Linked DNA regions of Sus scrofa: region 2 is linked to region 1. Evidence: chromatin contacts called from public HiChIP or PLAC-seq data. All regions are on one chromosome and are shown on one strand. The core of a region is the stretch at or near the end of the contact, and the rest is flanking DNA. Distances in the headings are between cores, read along the strand shown. Region 1 holds the start of PLPBP (proline synthase co-transcribed bacterial homolog protein). Region 2 holds the start of RAB11FIP1 (rab11 family-interacting protein 1).

What was found. HiChIP or PLAC-seq counts read pairs in DNA pulled down with a chosen protein or histone mark.
Region 2: a contact with region 1 is called in an H3K27ac HiChIP or PLAC-seq map of alveolar macrophages. The contact joins the promoter of RAB11FIP1 here to the promoter of PLPBP in region 1. A contact is called at or near these places in 1 of 5 promoter capture datasets (fetal liver), 16 of 47 Hi-C or Micro-C datasets (adipose tissue, blood, embryonic fibroblasts and 8 more) and 2 of 2 datasets of contacts at active chromatin or transcription factors (alveolar macrophages and skeletal muscle).

The regions. Positions count from the first base shown.
Region 1 is chr15:48,634,259-48,638,762 of Sscrofa11.1, reverse strand. It overlaps PLPBP (proline synthase co-transcribed bacterial homolog protein), which reads left to right and starts at 2,179. Exons shown (of 8, transcript XM_003133369.4): 1 at 2,179-2,470. The coding sequence starts at 2,372.
Region 2 is chr15:48,525,224-48,529,727 of Sscrofa11.1, reverse strand. RAB11FIP1 (rab11 family-interacting protein 1) reads right to left here and starts at 2,345. Exons shown (of 5, transcript XM_021076260.1): 1 at 1,889-2,345. The coding sequence starts at 2,265.

The DNA of each region.
Region 1 (4,504 bases), core at 930-3,429:
TGAAGCTGCAGCTCTGATTCCTGATTCAACCCCTAGCCTGGGAACTTCCATATCCCAAGGAAGGAAGGGAAGGAGGGAGAGAGGAAGAAAAGAAAGGAAGAAAGAAAAGACAACCTCGAGAAAAAACTTTAGCTCTTTTCCCACCATAAGAGCATCTCATTCATTAAGTAGAATTACTGTGTGAGAACCAACAGTACAGACAAGAGTACTTTCCTTAACAAAATCAATCTCTACTTGTCCACAGCACCTACCATTTCACCATCTGACTATTAAACCTCGGGTTTTACTATGTTAACCTTTGTATTGTTTGGCTCCTCCCATTTGTGATTTTCATATTGCCCAGAGCAGGTTACACAGGAAACTCAAGAATTGGGCTCTGTGCCAAGCTCAGGCTGGACTAAAGCTGCCTGTGCTGGCCTCCTAGAAAGCAGCACTTGCCACCAGGTGGGGTACTGACCAGCTGCAATGCCGCCAGTCCCAAATGAGGAAAAGTCCAAACTACACACTGGGTTACAATTTTTAAAAACTCAAATATGGAGTTCCTGTTGTGGCTCAGTGGTAACGAATCCGACTAGCATCCATGAAGATACAGATTCAATCCCTGGCCTCCCTCAATGGGTCAGGGATCCTGCGTTGCCGTGAGCAGTGGTGTAGGTCACAGACTCAGCTCAGATCCTGCTTGGCTGTGGCTGTGGCTGTGGCTGTGGCTGGCAGCTGTAGCTCCCATTAGAGCCCTAGCCTGGGAACTTCCATATGCCACCGGTGCAGCCCTAAAAAGCCAAACAAAACAAAACAAACCAACAAAAACCACCTCAACTGGAGTTCCCATAGTGGCAAAGCGGAAAGGAATCCGACTGGGAACCATGAGATTATGGGTTAGATCATTGGCCTCGCTCCGTGGGTTAAGGATCAGGCGTTGCCATGAGCTGTGGTGTAGTTTGCAGATGCAGCTTGGATCTGGCGTTGCTGTGGCTCTGGCATAGGCTGGCAGCTACAGGTCAGATTAGACTCCTAGCCTGGGAACCTCCATATGCCACCAGTGCAGCCCTATAAAGACAAAAAGACAACAAACCTCAACTATCTCATTAACTTTTTCTATTGGTTATGTTTAAACTTTACTTTGGGTATATTGGGCTATAGAAAATGTATTCAGGGAGTTCCCATCGTGGCGCAGTGGTTAACGAATCCGACTAGGAACCATGAGGTTGCGGGTTCGGTCCCTGCCCTTGCTCAGTGGGTTAACGATCCGCCGTTGCCGTGAGCTGTGGTGTAGGTTGCAGACGCGGCTCGGATCCTGCGTTGCTGTGGCTCTGGTGTAGGCCAGCGGCTACAGCTCCGATTAGACCCCTAGCCTGGGAACCTCCATATGCCGCGGGAGCGGCCCAAAGAAATAGCAAAAAGACAAAAAAAAAAAAAAAAAAAAAGTATTCATTAATTTTTCTTAACTTTCTGTGCCTATTAGAAAATTTTATTTATTTTTGTTTTTTGTCCTTTTAGGGCCGCACCCACTGGCATGCGGAGGTTCCCACGCTGGGGGATCTAATCCGAGCTGTTGCTGCTGGCTTACACCACGGCAACACCAGATCCAAGCCGTGTCTGGGACCTACACCACAGCTCAAGGCAACACCAGATCCTTAACCCACTGAGCGAGGCCAGGGATCGAACCGAAACCTCATGGTTCCCAGTCGGATTCGTTTCCACTGCACCACGATGGGAACTCCTAGAAAATTTTAAATTACATGTTCGGATCACATCATATTTCTATTGGGCACTGATCTAAAGGATAACCAGAGGAAAATAATTCGGTACATTGGGATCCTACCATGTTCTTCAGAAACAATTTTCTTTTATATATTTTTAAATATTTATTTTTGGCCACACCCGCGGCCTGTAGAAGTGACTGGCCAGGCACCAAACTTGGCCACAGCTGTAACCGGAGCCACAGCAATGACAAAGCGGGATCATTAACCCGCTGAGCCAGGAGGGAACTCTTTTTCTATGCCTTCTCCTCTCCCCAAAATCATCTGAGATAAAAGCCGTTATCTCCCACAACTGGGAAGAGGACCTAAGGGACCTCTCCTGCCCCCTTCTGTCCCTCAACTGCGTCTGCGGGCTACGGCTAGGTGGAAAGCCCCGCCCTCCGGCAACCCCGGAAGTACGTCACAGCCCCTCCGCACCCGAGTGCCCCGCCCCGCCTCGCGGCGACCTCCCCAAGATGGCACACCTAGGGCGGGGCCGCCCCTCCCGCCCCTCCCCATACTGACGATTGGCTGAGACGAAGACGGGCAACACGGAGACGTGAGCTGGGCGGGACCGGAAGGGGATTTAGCCTCGGGTGCCCGGGTACGGGGCTGGAAGTCGGTTCTGTGGAATGTGGAAGGCTGGCAGCATGTCGGCGGAGCTGGGAATCGGTTTCGCTCTGCGGGCAGTGAATGAGCGCGTGCAGCAGGCGGTGGCGCGACGGCCGCGGGTAAGAAAAGGGACCTCGTGGGGACGGTGGGCGGCCGCTTGGAGGAGATGAGACGCCTGCGTGGGAATGGGTCGTCACGGTGACGCAGAGGGGTCTCCCCGCAGGAGCGAGAGCTGGCCGCCGCCTTGGCTTTGGCACGGGTTGCCGAGACCCCAGGAGGCTGGTAAAAGGATTCCTCAGCATCTGTCAGGTTTTCTGGAGGTTGGCTTAGTTGGAGCAAAAGGTATCGCTACCCCGGGAAAATGACTGATCTCCAGGCATCGCGACCATTTACCCATCTGGCTTTGTGTCGGGATCAGCCGCCTTGGCAGAGGGGAGAGGGATCAGGCCTGCACCCAGAGGCTGCAGAAGGGGATGTCCACTGCAGGAGTACCCAAAGGAGGCCAGATCTGCCGAGATCACGTGTGTGGCAGCGTCCCAGATAGTAGATGCACAGTAAATGTCAGTTCCACCCGAAAACGAAGGAAAGGGTGGATTGGCCGTACTTGGGTGACACTAGAGCTGCACTTGTGCGTTTGGGGCAGGAGGGAACTAGACATCCATTCCCAAGCAGTTTAAGATGAGATTTTTTTCCCCCTTATATATAGTTGGTATCTTGGAACTTACTTAAAGGTTACCATCTGCCCCTCCTCAGTGCAAGTTTAAGCTGAAAGGTGTGGTGTGAGACATATTTGAATAGAGAGATCAAAGTTTTCTCTGATTAAGCATTTAGTGTCAGAGCTCAGCTGGCCTGGAGACAGAAGACCTGTATTAGTATAGCTTTTTCTGGGCTGTTAATTAGGTATTATTTTAAACAAGTCAGTTAGTTACTCTAGCCCTGAATTTCCTCCTTCCGGCATTAATGATCCTCCAAGAAAAAGCTAAGCTAGAGATTCCCCTAAGAAATATCGCCCTGGGGAGTTCTCCCAACATAACTTACGCAGATGGGCTACCTGTTCCACTTTTTTTCCCTAAAGACTGTTACCTCATAATTCTAGGAAACATGACACAGTCTCATAAAAAGTCAGCAGTGCAGCCCTCAGAAGGAAGGGGAAACTCTGTTAATTGATCTTACTCTTCAGACCCTTTGAGAACATTGATTCTGTAAAAGTTCCGGAGGGTGATGGGGTAATGAAAATGAAGCCATGTGAGGACAGATGAATCTCTTCTCTGTGTGGATTTGGTTGCAGCAGAATTCAGGGAAGCCCCGCTCTTTACATAATGGCCGTGAGAAGGGGGTCGGATAAACCTTATCCTGAGTCCAGAGTCTTCTGTGTCTTTGCATCAGTTTGGCCCCTGGTTCTTGATTAGACTGAACAATTACACTGTAACACAGCAAGATCAATGGCATCTCTGGAGCATTGCGACAAAAGTTCAATCCCTGACCCAGCACAGTGAGTTAGGGATCAGCAGCAGCTAAGATCTGATCCCTGGCCTGGGAACTCCATATGCCATGGGGCAGCCAAAAAAGGAAGGAAAAAAACTACAGTAACCCTAAGGGCGTCGCTTTTGAGAGTGCACGTGGGCAATATTAATAATTACCCCAGGACCAGAGTGTAATTAACCTTGGGGTTAGCCAGATGTTCATCTTGGGGTTTCAGAAGCCAAAAGTGGCCTCCCTTCCTAACAGAGATGCCTTCCCTTAATGAAGTGCTTCTTAAACCACCCACCTTGGTATGCAAGAGTATTGTCTGATAAAGTTTGTTTGAAAGGAGTTTGTTTGAAAGGAGATTCAAAGACTACACCCTGAGATTCAGATTCAGCAGATCTGGAGGGGGACCCAGGTGTTAACTGATGCCATTGGTCAAAGACCACACTTTAAGGAACCACTGCTTTTACTTACCTGCCCAGCTCTCCTGAGAGAGAAGTCTTTTGCTTAATATTCAGTAGCTAAGCACATTAGATTTCAATACAAGCATACAGAAGACTTTTCGTCAACATCATTTGCTACTCATCTTCCCGCAGTGTTAGAAAATAGATCCCCTAGTGCCCATTGTGGCTTAGCGGGTTAAGAACCTGAAGTAGTCTCCCTGAGGATGCAGATTGATTCCTGGC
Region 2 (4,504 bases), core at 1,096-3,595, 110 kb after region 1:
AAGAAGCAGAGACAGAACCCTTCCTGAAACAGGGAAGGAACTTGGAGGTTTTCATTTCTCTCAAATCAGCAATAGAACCTTTTGAATCTCTACAAGGGGCTCCATTAATCCAGGAACATCTTATAAACATCAATTAAGTCTGGCCACAGCTCCATTTATATAAGTAGGGAAACTTGGGTGTTTAGAGACAGAGCAGCCTGAAGCTCAGCAATGAGTCAGGGCCAGAGTGGGCACTAGCCCCAGAAACTTGGAATCCCCATCTCTGGCAGGGAGATGCGATCTATCTTTCAAGGGACTTAAACGTTCACATGAGAAACAGATGGCAGAGACCAACAAGAATATCCACACATCCTGGGATGGGACAAGACAAAGGGCAGCCTACAGCACCTAGTTGAAGCTGGAAAAGAAGCCAGTCCAAGGCCCCCAAATGTCATTTAAGCAAACAGAAAATGAGCACTGCTCCAGCCCCTGCTCGGCAGGCAGAGGCTGCTGCTCACCTAATGGCATGTAAGTTGATGCCATAAAGATACCCCATCCATCCTCATCTCAAGGCCCTCTATTTTTATCTGATTTGAGTTCAGAAATGCCTGTTCATCGTTGACCAGATAAGGAAAGCAGGTATTATGTGCACAAGCACCAGACAGAAAAAGGGCTCTGGTAATTTCAAATCCTCTGGCTTTTCTGTCTCCTTCATGAGGGAAAGTTAAAAATACTGTTTATATCTAAAATGCACAATGTGAATCAGAATGCCTCATAAACTGTAGGGGTTAGGTGGTAACATAACTGCACATTTAAAGGCCAGCAAAGTAACCAGGTTAAGCTAAGAAAGCGTGGCTAGGTTCTGGTATTTTAGATGAGCATAATCAAATGTTCCATTCCAAACACCGGTGAAAGAAACAAACAAATGGGTAACAGTCTGCAACCAACAGGGTTTTCCCCCCGCTTTCCCTGCTGGAGGGTGATTCATGAAAACAGAAGTCCTGATGGGGGTAGGGGGGGAGCTACGGGGGAGCAGTCATTCCCACTCCCACCCCCCACCCCCGTAGGACCAGAGAGAACCTGAGAAACTCCAGCGAGAAACAATGCCTACTCCCAGTTACTTGGCCAAGGGCAGGCCCTGGCTCCAGCCATCACTGGGAAATCCTTACTAATTTGGGGGCCAGGGCAAAATGGGTCAATATTTTTCGGTCTGAAAGTTAAACCAAACCGTTGTAGCATTCTTGGAGGAGGCGAGGGAGGGGCAAATTCTCTAGACCAACCCCTGACCCGGTGGTGAGGTGGGGCGGGGGTGGGGGTGGGGGACAGCCCTCCCAGGGCAGTCCTCATTCCCCAGCCTCCACCGCCACCCACCCGCATCGCAATGCCCCAACTCGGTCCCTGGGGGATCCTCTAGTGTCTGTGGGTTTCACTGCTCCAGTTAGCCCTTCCAGCGTCCTGGCCCAGCCATTTCCAGCTCAGTGTCCGGTACAATGAAATACCCAGGAGGCTTTCCACGGAATCCAAGGCGTATATCAAATATACACGCTACTCAACTAATAAGACAAGTTCGTCAGCCCACTGCTAGTTTCAATTCATCAAAAATTCATTAAGTGATTACGAAGTTCCAGGCGCTGAGCGCCCTCCTGCAGATTAAAAAACGCGGCAGGTACCTCCACCTCCGTTTTCAAAGAACCCACGTACTGGGAGAGCTGGGGCGGGACAGCCCAAGAAGAAGCTGAAGTGAGAATACTATTACTGGCCGAGGGGATCCCTCCCGAGAGGCCTCGTTCCGTCAGTCCCCTGGGGGGAGGTGGTGGGGGGACGGGGACACACTCTAAAAGGGTCTCACCGCCCAGGCCAAGCGTCCTCCCCGGCCTGCCCCGCTCCGGGTCCTCGCCCCCGCACTCACTGGGTCTTTCTGCGGCCCTGGTCCCGGTGCAGCTCCCGCAGGTCCACCTCGGCGCGGCCCAGGAACTTGTCGAGGCCGAGCAGCGCGCGGTGCAGCACGGTGAGCTGCAGGGTGGTGGCGGCGGCTGGCACAGCCTCGGCCGACAGCAGCGGCGGCAGCTCGAAGGTGGCCTCCTCCCGCCACACGGGCGCGCCCAAACTGCGTTCGGACACTGAGGTGGCGTACTTCTCCTTGCCCACCTGGATCACCGCGTACGCGTCGCTCGTGCCCCCGGGGCCCTTGGCCCGAAGACCCCGCGCCTGCAACACCGTCACCTGCACGTGCGTTGGGGACCATACGGGCCCTCGGCCCTTGCCCGCCGAGGCCGCCAAGGACATGGTGACGGCTGTGCGATCCAACCGAAAGTGAGAAGATAGCCGCGACGCGCGGCTTCCACAGCCTGCCCAGCCGCCCCGACCTCTTTAAGGCTTCCGGCCACGCCCCCTCCTGGACACGCCCCCTCCACCCGCCCCCACCTGCCGGGCGGGCCCGCCTCCGTCGCGTACGCGAAGCTAGGCTCTAGGGGCCCGGGTGGGGCTAGCGCTTAGTGGGCGGGGGCGGGGCTTGGAGAATTCCGGTCTGAGAGTTGGTAGGTGAGAGTTGGGGTCTTACTTGCCAAAGGTCGCATGGCTCAACCGGAACGGAACTGACCGAAGCAGAGACTGGGAATGAGACCTCATTTCCAATCTGGCCTCGTCCAAGTGGCAGGTGTGTGGCTTTGCACAGATTACTTAAAGCCTTGGAGTCTCAGTTTCTTTGTATGTAAAATGAGATAACAACCACCTCGTAGAATTGTTGCCAAAAAAATGTCACCTGGCCCAGGGCGAGTTCTCAGTAGAGGGTAGCTATGAAGGTGATAATGAATGCGATTCCGAATTCACTGCTCTTTCTACTTTGGTCGCTGGGGAAGTTACTCTGGAGGAAAGTGGGTCCAGGGATGGTGCCAGGTGGGTGGCTAAGGAGGAGGATTTTTGATGGCTACCTCAAAAGGGGAAGGTAAAGGAAGGGAGCACTTGAGGTGGTGTGGGAGTGTTCTATTTTGCCGCGCCTTCACCAAAAAAGGTGAAGCCAAGAGGAGGGAAGTCAGAGAAGGGAAGGAAAGGAGGAACTGAACGGGATTGCCAAATGGACCTCGGGAGCAGAGGCCCTTCTCCCGCAGTTCCCTCTTTCTCAGGTCTGGACCCTCTGCAGTCTCTCTTCACCCTCTGGGCTCCCAGTCAGGCACCTCCTTGTTCCCAGGGTCCATTGGATGGGCGATGCCCTTCATTTCCTGTATCCTACTTCAAAGGTTCAAATATTGATCAACAGATTGCAGAGGTCACTTTGAAGGGTTTTAGGTTTTACAGTTAAGGAGAGTCCTGGAGCAGATAAGTGATTCGTTCAAGGCTCTACAACAGAGCCAGGACTAGAACCCAGGTGTTCTGACTCCCATGCAGTCTTTCTATTGCATCCTTTGATTCTTCCAGATCCTCAGAGCTCCAGTCTCGGGTTGCTGTCAGTTTCCCGCCAGATCTCTAGATTCCTCTCCCTCCAAGCCACACTACACACAGCCTGCTCCAAATCCTACCATGGTGCCTCCCCACCAACCGCATTAACTTCAGTCTTGAAAGAGATTCAAGGCATTCCTGTCTGGGGCCCACTCTGACTCACTTCTCTATCTCCTAGACAAACTATAGCACTGATAATCTGTCCCATCTGTCCCACGGCTGCCCTGCCCACCTTTGCCAACCCACGTCCTACCCCCTGCAAGGCTTTACTCAGATTTCTCCAAGGTTTGGCTTCCCATAGCCCTCTTCAGGGCAGAACCACGTGCTGACTTGTCTCCTCCAGAGCCCCTGACACAAACCTGGACACACAGTAGGTACTGAAGAAGTGCTATGGAATTGAAGAGTTGGCAGGTTATCCCACACTACCATAAGTACATAGTGTTTCTTTTACATCAGATATTAGAAGACTAAAAAAAAAATTTATTTTTTAGATCTTTTTTTAGGGCCTCACCTGCAGCATATGGAAGTTCCCGGCTAGGGGTTGAATCAGAGCTGTAGCTGCCAGCCTACAACACAGCCACAGCAATGCCAGATCCAAGCCACATTTGTAACCTATGCCACAGCTCACGGAAATGCTGGATCCTTAACCCCCTGAGCGAGGCCAGGTAACAAAACCACATCCTCATGAATACTAGTCGGGTTCTTAACCCACTGAGCCACAACAGGAACTCCAAAAAAAAAAAAAAATTTAAGAAATTAGAAAATAGGGAGTTCCCATAGTGGCTCAGCAGTTAACGAATCTGACTAGTAACCATGAGGTTGCAGATTTGATCACTGGCCTCACTCAGTGGGTTGAGGATCCAGTGTTGCCACAAGCTGTGGTGTAGGTCACAGACAAGACTTGGATCCTGAGTTGCTGTGGCTGTGGCCGTGGTGTAGGCCGGAGGCTACAGTTCCGATTGGACCCCCAGCCTGGGAAACTCCACATGCCGCAAGAACGGCCCTAAAAACCAAAAAGAAAAGAAAAAAATTAGAAAATAGACATTATGCCCCAGGTTTGCAGCTGAGGGGTGCTGCAGTGCCGGAAAGA